Linked DNA regions of Rattus norvegicus: region 2 is linked to region 1. Evidence: chromatin contacts called from public Hi-C data. All regions are on one chromosome and are shown on one strand. Each heading gives the region's core, a stretch centred on a gene start, on an enhancer-like site or on the middle of the called end of the contact. The rest is flanking DNA. Distances are from core to core; before and after follow the strand shown.

The links. Hi-C and Micro-C count contacts between places; a contact is called where the count stands out from the background.
Region 2: a Hi-C map of liver shows a contact between it and region 1, with 5 times the contacts expected there. The contact joins two enhancer-like sites. A contact is called at or near these places in 12 of 12 Hi-C or Micro-C datasets (the A7r5 cell line, the Rat2 cell line, Schwann cells and 7 more) and 1 of 1 datasets of contacts at active chromatin or transcription factors (oligodendrocytes).

The regions. Positions count from the first base shown.
Region 1 is chr17:3,967,865-3,972,031 of GRCr8, reverse strand. All of the region lies in intron 18 of Dapk1 (death associated protein kinase 1), which reads left to right. Among named protein-coding and RNA genes, the nearest start is that of Cts7l2, 61 kb to the right of the region's middle. Within about 2 kb of position 1,686, at least 41 of the 93 cell types and tissues checked have an H3K27ac peak or open chromatin away from gene starts, as enhancers often do. A contact at or near this core is called in hepatocytes, kidney and liver, where this site is marked.
Region 2 is chr17:4,181,527-4,185,693 of GRCr8, reverse strand. The region is part of intron 2 of LOC100912124 (a long non-coding RNA gene); the gene reads right to left. Among named protein-coding and RNA genes, the nearest start is that of Dapk1, 87 kb to the right of the region's middle. Within about 2 kb of position 2,158, at least 5 of the 93 cell types and tissues checked have an H3K27ac peak or open chromatin away from gene starts, as enhancers often do. A contact at or near this core is called in hepatocytes, kidney and liver, where this site is marked.

The DNA.
Region 1 (4,167 bases), core at 437-2,936:
AGCCTCAGAGAGAGCCATGGAAACTTCTCATGCCTCAAGGGCACGAGGAGAGAGGTATTGCCTGGCAACTGCATTCTAAAGCAGACAGGCTGCTCTTAAGCTCCAGCCCTCCACGGCAGTTACATAAACATTTGCCCACACAGACCTAGTTTAATATCTAGTTAATGTTTCATCCTCTCTCATCTCACCAGCCCCGCTCCGCCAGCCAGCGACCCGCTGGTTCACACTGGCCTTTTGTTTACCGTGTTACACAACAGTGCCTCTTAGCTTTCTATCCCACGTATAGATTTCCCTTTCGTAAGTGCTTCCCGTTGGCCCCAGGGCGCAAGAGGCCCAGTGCCCTGTGGGAGGAGCTGGATCCCCTGTGTGGTCTTGGGGCATGAGCAACCTAGAGGCAAAGGGCTGGTGCCTACAGTTTAGAGTCTGCCTTTGCTGCTGGGACCGAAATTTATTTCTAAGCAAGATGTAGTCTGTTCCTCTGGCTTCTCATTTTAGGCTTAGTGCCACCCTCCCACCCCCCACCCCAGAAGAAACCATTTCTTTCATATTTCATAAAATACCATGGATAAGAGTTTGGCCAACAGCGGTTCAGTTGTAGCCATGAAATATTGCTTGAGTTGTTGCTGGCCCTACAGTGGGTTAATTACCCGAGTGTGTGGGGTCCTGACATTCGCAGATCTGAACTTTACCACCTGCCTTGAAGGAGATTACATGGTGTTTGATGTGGCAGCTACCTGAGGCTCTGAGGTTCTTGGAGATCTTCAAAGTCTTGAAGGAGCTGGCCCATAGAGCTCAATCTAGCCTGCCACTTGCTTTTGTAAATCAAATTTCCCTGAGGCACAGATATGCCCATTAATTTATACCATTGTCTTTGGCTATCCATGCTGCAGAGGCCTAAATACCCGGCATGGTTCTAGAGAGAGAGAGAGAGAGAGAGAGAGAGAGAGAGAGAGAGAGAGAGAGAGAGAATGCACTGACCTATGGTGCTATACCTTCCTCCCTGTTTGTGTGTAGGTCTTTGCTCTCTGTCTGTGTTTAGGTCTTTGCAGTACCATTCACTCTCAATATGTAAACACGGGCCTGTTCTGTGCAGTGTTGGGCTCTGCAGGCACAGACACGAATAAGTCTGGGCATAGAATGGGTGCACATCTCAGGGTGCTGGCTCACCCCTGCCACACAAGAATCTGTTAGACCCAGGTATATTCATTAACCTTTACCTACAGGTTAGTTATCCTGAGGTAAAGCATATTTGTCTCAGATGATGGCTTATGGGGAAATAAAAACCAGGGTGACTCAGAAGATGCTATCAGCTGTTGGATCCAGAAGTGTGTGCGGCCTTTGGTCCCTTTGTCTTGCTCCGTGAGCCCATGTTCCTCCCCCTCACTCTTTCCTGCAGTGCTGTCTTCACCGCTTCCCACCACTCCCTGCTCATACCGCCTCCCTGTCTCCCAACCCTTTCAGCTTCTAGAGAGGCCCAGTGTCTTCTGTCTGTACGTAGCCTCATTTACTCTGATGCTTGCCCCACACAGGGAACCTTTTAGAGAATGAGAAAGGATTACCGACCAGAGAGTCTTTGACCATCCGTAGTTACGGGGTGGAGCAAGAGTGATGTCAGATAAGAGTGGGGACTGGGAGGTGGGTGGAGCTGTCTTCTCTGCAGCAGCTGGTCATGAAGTCTGGCAGCTGAGTAGTCAGGAAGTGGGCGTGGCTCATGAAAAGCATTAGGCTAAGAGGCCTGAGCTTGGTGGCCACCCACTCCTGTCTAGATTACGGAGACCATGCTGGAGACAGAATGGAGAGCCTCCCATCAGCGAGCAGGCCTGGTGGGCATCTGGCCTCCTAGCAGAGGGAAGGCAGGCATCTTCCTCTTTGAACAGGGATGACCTCGTGTGAGGAGTGGGGTGACCGTGTACTGAGGACATCACTGAGGGACAAAAGCGAATGGTGTGTCTGTCATTTTGAATTTTCTAGCAGCCGCATCAAAGAAGAAGCAGACAAACCGACTTTCCGTAGTGTGTGAGGGATCTCATTTCAATGGGATCATTTTGAGATTATTAATATTTTTCATATTCTCTTATCTGTACTGGGTTTTTACTGCCTTGTATATCCTGTGCTGACAGCCATCTTTTCAGGAACACATTTCAGACCTGTGCCTGAGGATGCTGCCCTGTGGAACAGCCAACTGTAACTTTTTCTCGCTTCTGAGCAGACTGTACAGTTAACATTTGGCTCCACGGCGCCCCCTAGTGTCACCTTTAGATTCTGAGCTCCCCTGGCTTCTCCTCCTCCACTGATTCAGCAGAGACCCCAGTCACCTTTCGGGAGCTGCTTCTTTTATTATAAACTAAAACAAAGATGACAAAAGAAGCGACCAGGTGCGGGGGCGCTCGCCTTTGATACCAGCGCTCGGGAGGCCAAGGAAGGCAACTTTCTATATTGAGAGTTCTAGGCCAGCCAGAACTGTAAAAATAAAATAAACCAGTGTGTGACCAAAATGATCAAGTGTGGTAAATCATTGTTATAGGTCTACACGGGCATGAAACAACTTTAGGAGCCACCCCAGGAGCCAGTGGCTTGACTCCACAGTGCCTGCTTTCTCTGGATGTAACCAGTCTCTGACTTCTCTCTTCCTCTCTTTGCCTGCTCATCCTGCTCAGCAGGTGCTAGTGGCTCCAATTAATCCTGTTTCTTCTCTTCAGCCTTCCATGCACTCGGTTCTCCTTTGCTCCTGTCTGCCCATGGTTCTTCTTCCTGTCCTCTCCAGGACACCTGCTCTATTGTCTGGCCTCCCTTCTCTACTCTTTGAGCCCCAGGTTTGCAGCTTCGCTTGAGTACCAAGCCTGCATCCAAGTCTCTGGACTTGCATGTCCTCAGAGCTCAGCCTTGGGTGCCATCTTGGAAAGTCTAAGGTACCCGTTTCCTCCTCTTCTTCCTCAATGTGTCCCGTGCTAATGAAGCCTGGGACGGTTTGATGGGAACTCTCAGTTGGGGGTACAGTGTCCTGTAAGGAACTCAGTTCAGCCCAGAGTAAAGGACATGTTCTGGCCTGCCTGTTGGATCCATCTCAGAACTTTAGGGTCACAGTAAGAGTAGGGTGGCCCTGAATTTACAGCGCTACAGTCTGGGGAGAGCATTCATTCTCAGCTTGGCAGTCTTGTCCCCAGAAGACACGTGGAATTATCTGGAGACGTGGTTGATTTTTAAGCTGGAGGTTGAGGGATGTTACAGGCACCTTGGTAGACTTCAGAGGTGTTATTAACACCGTAGAAGGCTGACGATGGCTTTCCACAGCAGAGAATAACATAGTCCACTAGATTTGTTGGTCCAGAGAGACCCCATGTGTATCCCAGGAGCAATTAGAGCTGAGGAACTGGGAGTCTGGCAGGTAGACAGACTTTGGATGTTCCAACTCCGTTGCTGTAAAATTATAAAAAATAAAATGTTGTCTATTACCCCGCACTAGGTCCGGTGCCCCAAGATATCTGGTAGATATCTTCATCTCAGTCAGCAAAGCGTCTCACCCACTCTGCTCCATCCCATACCACACTGCCGATGGCTTCTCTCTGAGCCTGACAGCAATCTCTACCCATCTAGTTCCCAAGGCAGGTTGCCACCATGCCAGACATAGACATGTCTCTAGCTACCACATATTCTCATAAATTAAATCACCACATGAAAGAACACACAACACAATAACCTCTGATCCAATTGATAAGATGTAATTGCCCACCTAGACACACAAAGCCCTGTACACATACATACCTTAAAAGTATTCATAACAACCTGTAAATGTGCAGAGAGGAATCTTAACATCAGCCTCCATGTTCTCTCCACTGCTTCCTCTCCCTCTTGTTCCCGTCTCCTCCTCTTCTCTAAAACTTTTCTCCCACCCATCCTTCCTTCTTATCCAATGACAGGCCTTGTTCTATCTTGTACCTGCCTTCACCTGCGTGATGACATCGTCCTACACAACTCTTCACGGGATGTCGTGCCTTCAAATGTTGATAATTAGACCATAACTCTTTTTCTTCTCTTAAAAAGGTGTCTTCATTTTTTTAATTGGATTTTAGGGCTGTATAAAACTTTAGCCTGACAGTGGTATCTAGCTTCCTAGTTGTGGAGGGGGCACAGCCACAGCTCCTGTCCCCACAAGTGACTGGGATATGC
Region 2 (4,167 bases), core at 909-3,408, 210 kb before region 1:
TCTCCTCTGACTAATTTTAGCCCAAAGTTTCCGATGTTTGTTCAAGCAGTGGCTTGCTTCAAGCTTCTGCTTCTCTGATAAATTGACTCCATCCTTTCTGTCTGTCTGTGAGTGCCGTTGTCAATGAGGTGTGCTTCCTGGAGACAACAAATGGATGGGTGTGTCTTAACGATTCTTGCTGGCATCCCGTGTGAGACATGGTGGGCTCCTTCCTAACACTTCATGTCTCATCTCTCTCATGTGCTGGGTTACTGTGGCTTCCTGTGCTTGTCCCCCTCTCTGCACACACTGCCTTTCACTACCTCTCCCCTTCCGACTGAGTCCAATTTTTAAAATGTCTCGTCCAATCGTCACGGTATTTCAAGTAGGAAGAAGTGTCTATTCTTGTCACCCACCCTATCTTAGCCAGAAGACCTGCTCCTCCATCTCCTTCCACATGGCCTCAGAGGCACCGTAAACCAAACATGCTCTTAACCCCTGTAACTCAGATGCCAAGGGCGGATGACCAATGAACGTCGAGCCCGAGATGTGCTGGCAAAGACTCCGGAGGTTCTGTTTCCTTTAACTTTATGAAGGTGACTCTAGCTGGGGCCTTGTTTTGTCCACACGCTCAGCCTATTTTCTTTGTACAAGGTAAGAAGTATAATGGAATTGAACCGTAATCCTTTTTTGTCATTGTTCGATTGCCTAGCTATTTTTTTTTTATTTTGATAACAATAGTGAGGGTTAGAACTTGCACTTCACTTGAATTCAAAACACACAAACCAGTACTTCCCAGAGCTAGGAATGCCTTCAGTTATCTCTCACTTTAGTGCTCAGAACGCTTTGTTAGCAATGCCTCCCATTCTTTCCCAACCAAGTCAGGAGTAGATTTCCAGGGGAATGGGAACCCTGTCTTTACTGCTCGCGATTTCAGTGTTAGCTTCAATACCTGCCTCTACCAGGTCTGCCGCTCTGTCCCCATAGCTATTCCTGCTGCTCAATAAACAGCAGTGGGGGGAAAACAAGCTCCCCTTTTGTTGCCTTCTAGAAAAATCGATAAGAATGCAATCTGAGCAAGGTATGATTTTAATCAGTGCTGCCTTAGGCATTAGTGTCCCCGTAACACTTGGGACAAAGAGATGGAGTCTGCTTGGGACGCATGCCTTGAGTTTGTGTTCTCGGGACACAGATTTGAACAGCTAGGAGAAATGAAACAAGGTCAAGGGTGTTTCCTCCCCAGGGAGATATAAGCCTGTAAACTCAGCAGTGTGGACATCAGTTTGGGGTCAGCACTTGCTCAGTCTGGATAAGAGGTCCACAAAGCACAAGTCGACTCAACTCCCCGGTGTTTGAAATTTACCCAGTGACCAAGTCCAATGTAGACAGATGTGGAAGAGCAGGGAAAGCCAGGCTTGGCTCAGGTGACAAAGACAAGGTGGAAGAAAGCAGCTGGTTTCCAAGGCACGGTTGGCACAAGGGATTGGGCTGGTTCATAGTTCACTTTGCCAGCTCTTGCCAGCCCCTCAAGCACTTGAGGAGGGTCCCAGGTAGAAGCAACAGAGCACCTCCAAGTTGGGTGCATTCCTGCAATGCAGTCATCTGTTCTTTTATTTATTTATTTATTTATTTATTTATTTATTTATTTATTTATTTACTGACTGACTCATTTGTTTAGTAGAGTGCACAGGGAGGTCAGAGGATGACTTTCAGGAATTGGCTCTTTTGGTCCTCTGTGGGTTTGGGGGAGCATATTCAAGAGTCATCGAGCACCATCATGGGCACACCCGTGTGCTGCTCCATCGTGCTGCCTCTTTATCTGTTCTTAATCTTAGGGAAGGGTACAGAATGACAAACATCCGCAGTGAGACAGCCAGCTCACGCAGTCGAGCTGGGTACAGGACGTCATCCACAAGTGACAGAAAGGAAGGAGATCACTAGTCACTGCGGCAGGCCAGACCAGTGGTGCAGACAGCTCTTCATGTTCTAGAATGTTCCCCGTGTGTTTTCTGAGCCCGTTCCACAGAGAAGGAGCCTCCCTAACCATGTGACTCCCTAACTGTGCTCTGGTCTCCTCAGAAATTTACATTTTTACTTCACCCGCTGCTCTCCAGGGATGTGGGCGAGGGCAGGGGTGGTTAATAGACAACAGTGCCGGAGAAAGGCAATGCTGGATAAAATATAACTCTGGTGACCTACAAACAGCATGCATTGGCCCGAGGCGTCCTTAATGAAAGCTGGGAGAGTAAAAAGAGGTCATGACCCCAGATTTGTCCGGAGTCCAGGCCACCGAGCAAGCGAGCGAGCGAGTGAGGGAGTGCATTCCTCAGAGACAGACCCAGCCTGCAGTCTGCATTCTACCCCCGGCCCCATAAACGCAGAGGGGAAGATCTGAAGTCAGATGTGAACAATGAACCTGCCTTGAGACATCAGCCTCGGCTGGGAACTGACTGGAAATAACTTCAGAATGAAGAAGCCCGCTCTGGAGGGGACATGGAGAGCTTCGGTTTGAGCTGTGTGTGTTCTACGTAGGAGGGAACCGCCAGTCCACTGCCTCTTGCTAAATAACAGAAGTCACATGATCCTCAAGAGGGGACTAAAAGGGAAAGCTCAGCCAGTGAGACGATGTGTTGGTGTCATAACATGGCCCAAAGCCGACTTAGGGAAGGAAAGGGTTTATTTCAGCTTGCAAGTTACAGTCTATCACTAAGGGAAGTTGGGACGAGAGCTTGCAGCAGGAACCTGGAGGCAGGAACTGATGCAGAGACTGTGGAGGAGTGCTGCTTACTGGCTTGCTCTCCATGGCTTGCTTAGCCTGCTTTTTGGATGCAACCCAGGCTCACCTGCCCAGGGGTGGCACTGCTCACAGTGGGCCGGGTCCTCCTGCATCTGTTAGCAAATTAAAAAAATACCTCACAAGCTAATCTGATTCCAGTAATTCCTGAACTGAGGTTCTCTCTGCCCTGGTGACTGATTCCACTTTGCGTTGAGCTGACAAAACTAACCAGCACAGAATGTAACACAGTATCTGACTTTAGAGATCAGAAGGGTTGGGTCAGGAAGCTGGGAATAGATCCACCTCAAGATCCAGCTGTGCCACTCTTGGCCATATTCCCTGAGGACTTCATCCTATTCCCTGAGGACTCCATCATATTCCTTGAGGACTCCATCATATTCCCTGAGGACACTGCATCCGATTGCAGCAGATTCTTGCCCATCAGTGTCCATTGCTGCTCTACTCATAATAGTCAGAAATGGCCTAAATGTCCATCAGCTGATGAATGGATATGGAAAATAGGATACATTTACCCAATAAAATATTATTCAGCTACTAAGAAAAATCAAATCATGAAGTTTGCAGGCAAATGGATAGAGGTAGAAAAGTCATCCCCGGTCGGGTAACCCAGACCCGCAAGGACAACTTGAATGTAGATGTTTGCTTACAAGCTGCTGATGTGTGATCTGTGTGTTTCAGTCAAATAAACATGGAGGTTAGGTAGCTAATGACTGCGGAGGGAAGGAGGGAGGAGGATCTTCCGAGGAAGGGGAAATAGAATACGTTGTTATGAAGAGACCAAGGAAAGGCTAGTATGGGAGGATTTATATGGAAGGGAATGGGAGGAAAGGGTAGAGGAGGAGATATGGGGAGGGCCAATGTCTTAGAGTTCCATTGCTGGGAACAGGCACCATGACCAAGGAAAACATTTAATTGGGGCCGGCTTACAGTTTCAGAGGTCCAGTCCATTATCATCATGGTGGGGAAACATGGCAGTGTGCAGGAAGACGTGGTGCTGGAGAAGTTGCTGAGAGACTTACATCTTGATCTGAAGGCAGCCAAGAGGAGGGTCTGTCGTTTGCACTGGGCTGAGTCTAGGCATCGAAAGAGACCTCAAAGCTCACCCCACAGCGAAACACTTCCTCCAACAAGGCCACACCCTATGGGTCAAGCATTCAAACACATGGGTGTACGGCGGCCAAACCTATTCAAACCACCACAGACAACTACATTGAAGGCCATTTGAGAATGGAAAGTGGAGGTGTCTCTGATAGTAGTAGATATGGAAATCTACTATTATAGAACCTTCCTACAATATATACATATATGAAAGGAATCTGAATGGAGTCACCAAATAATACGAGAGAATTGCCCCACCAAATTAATCTTATGCCACCAAATTAAACCTTCTT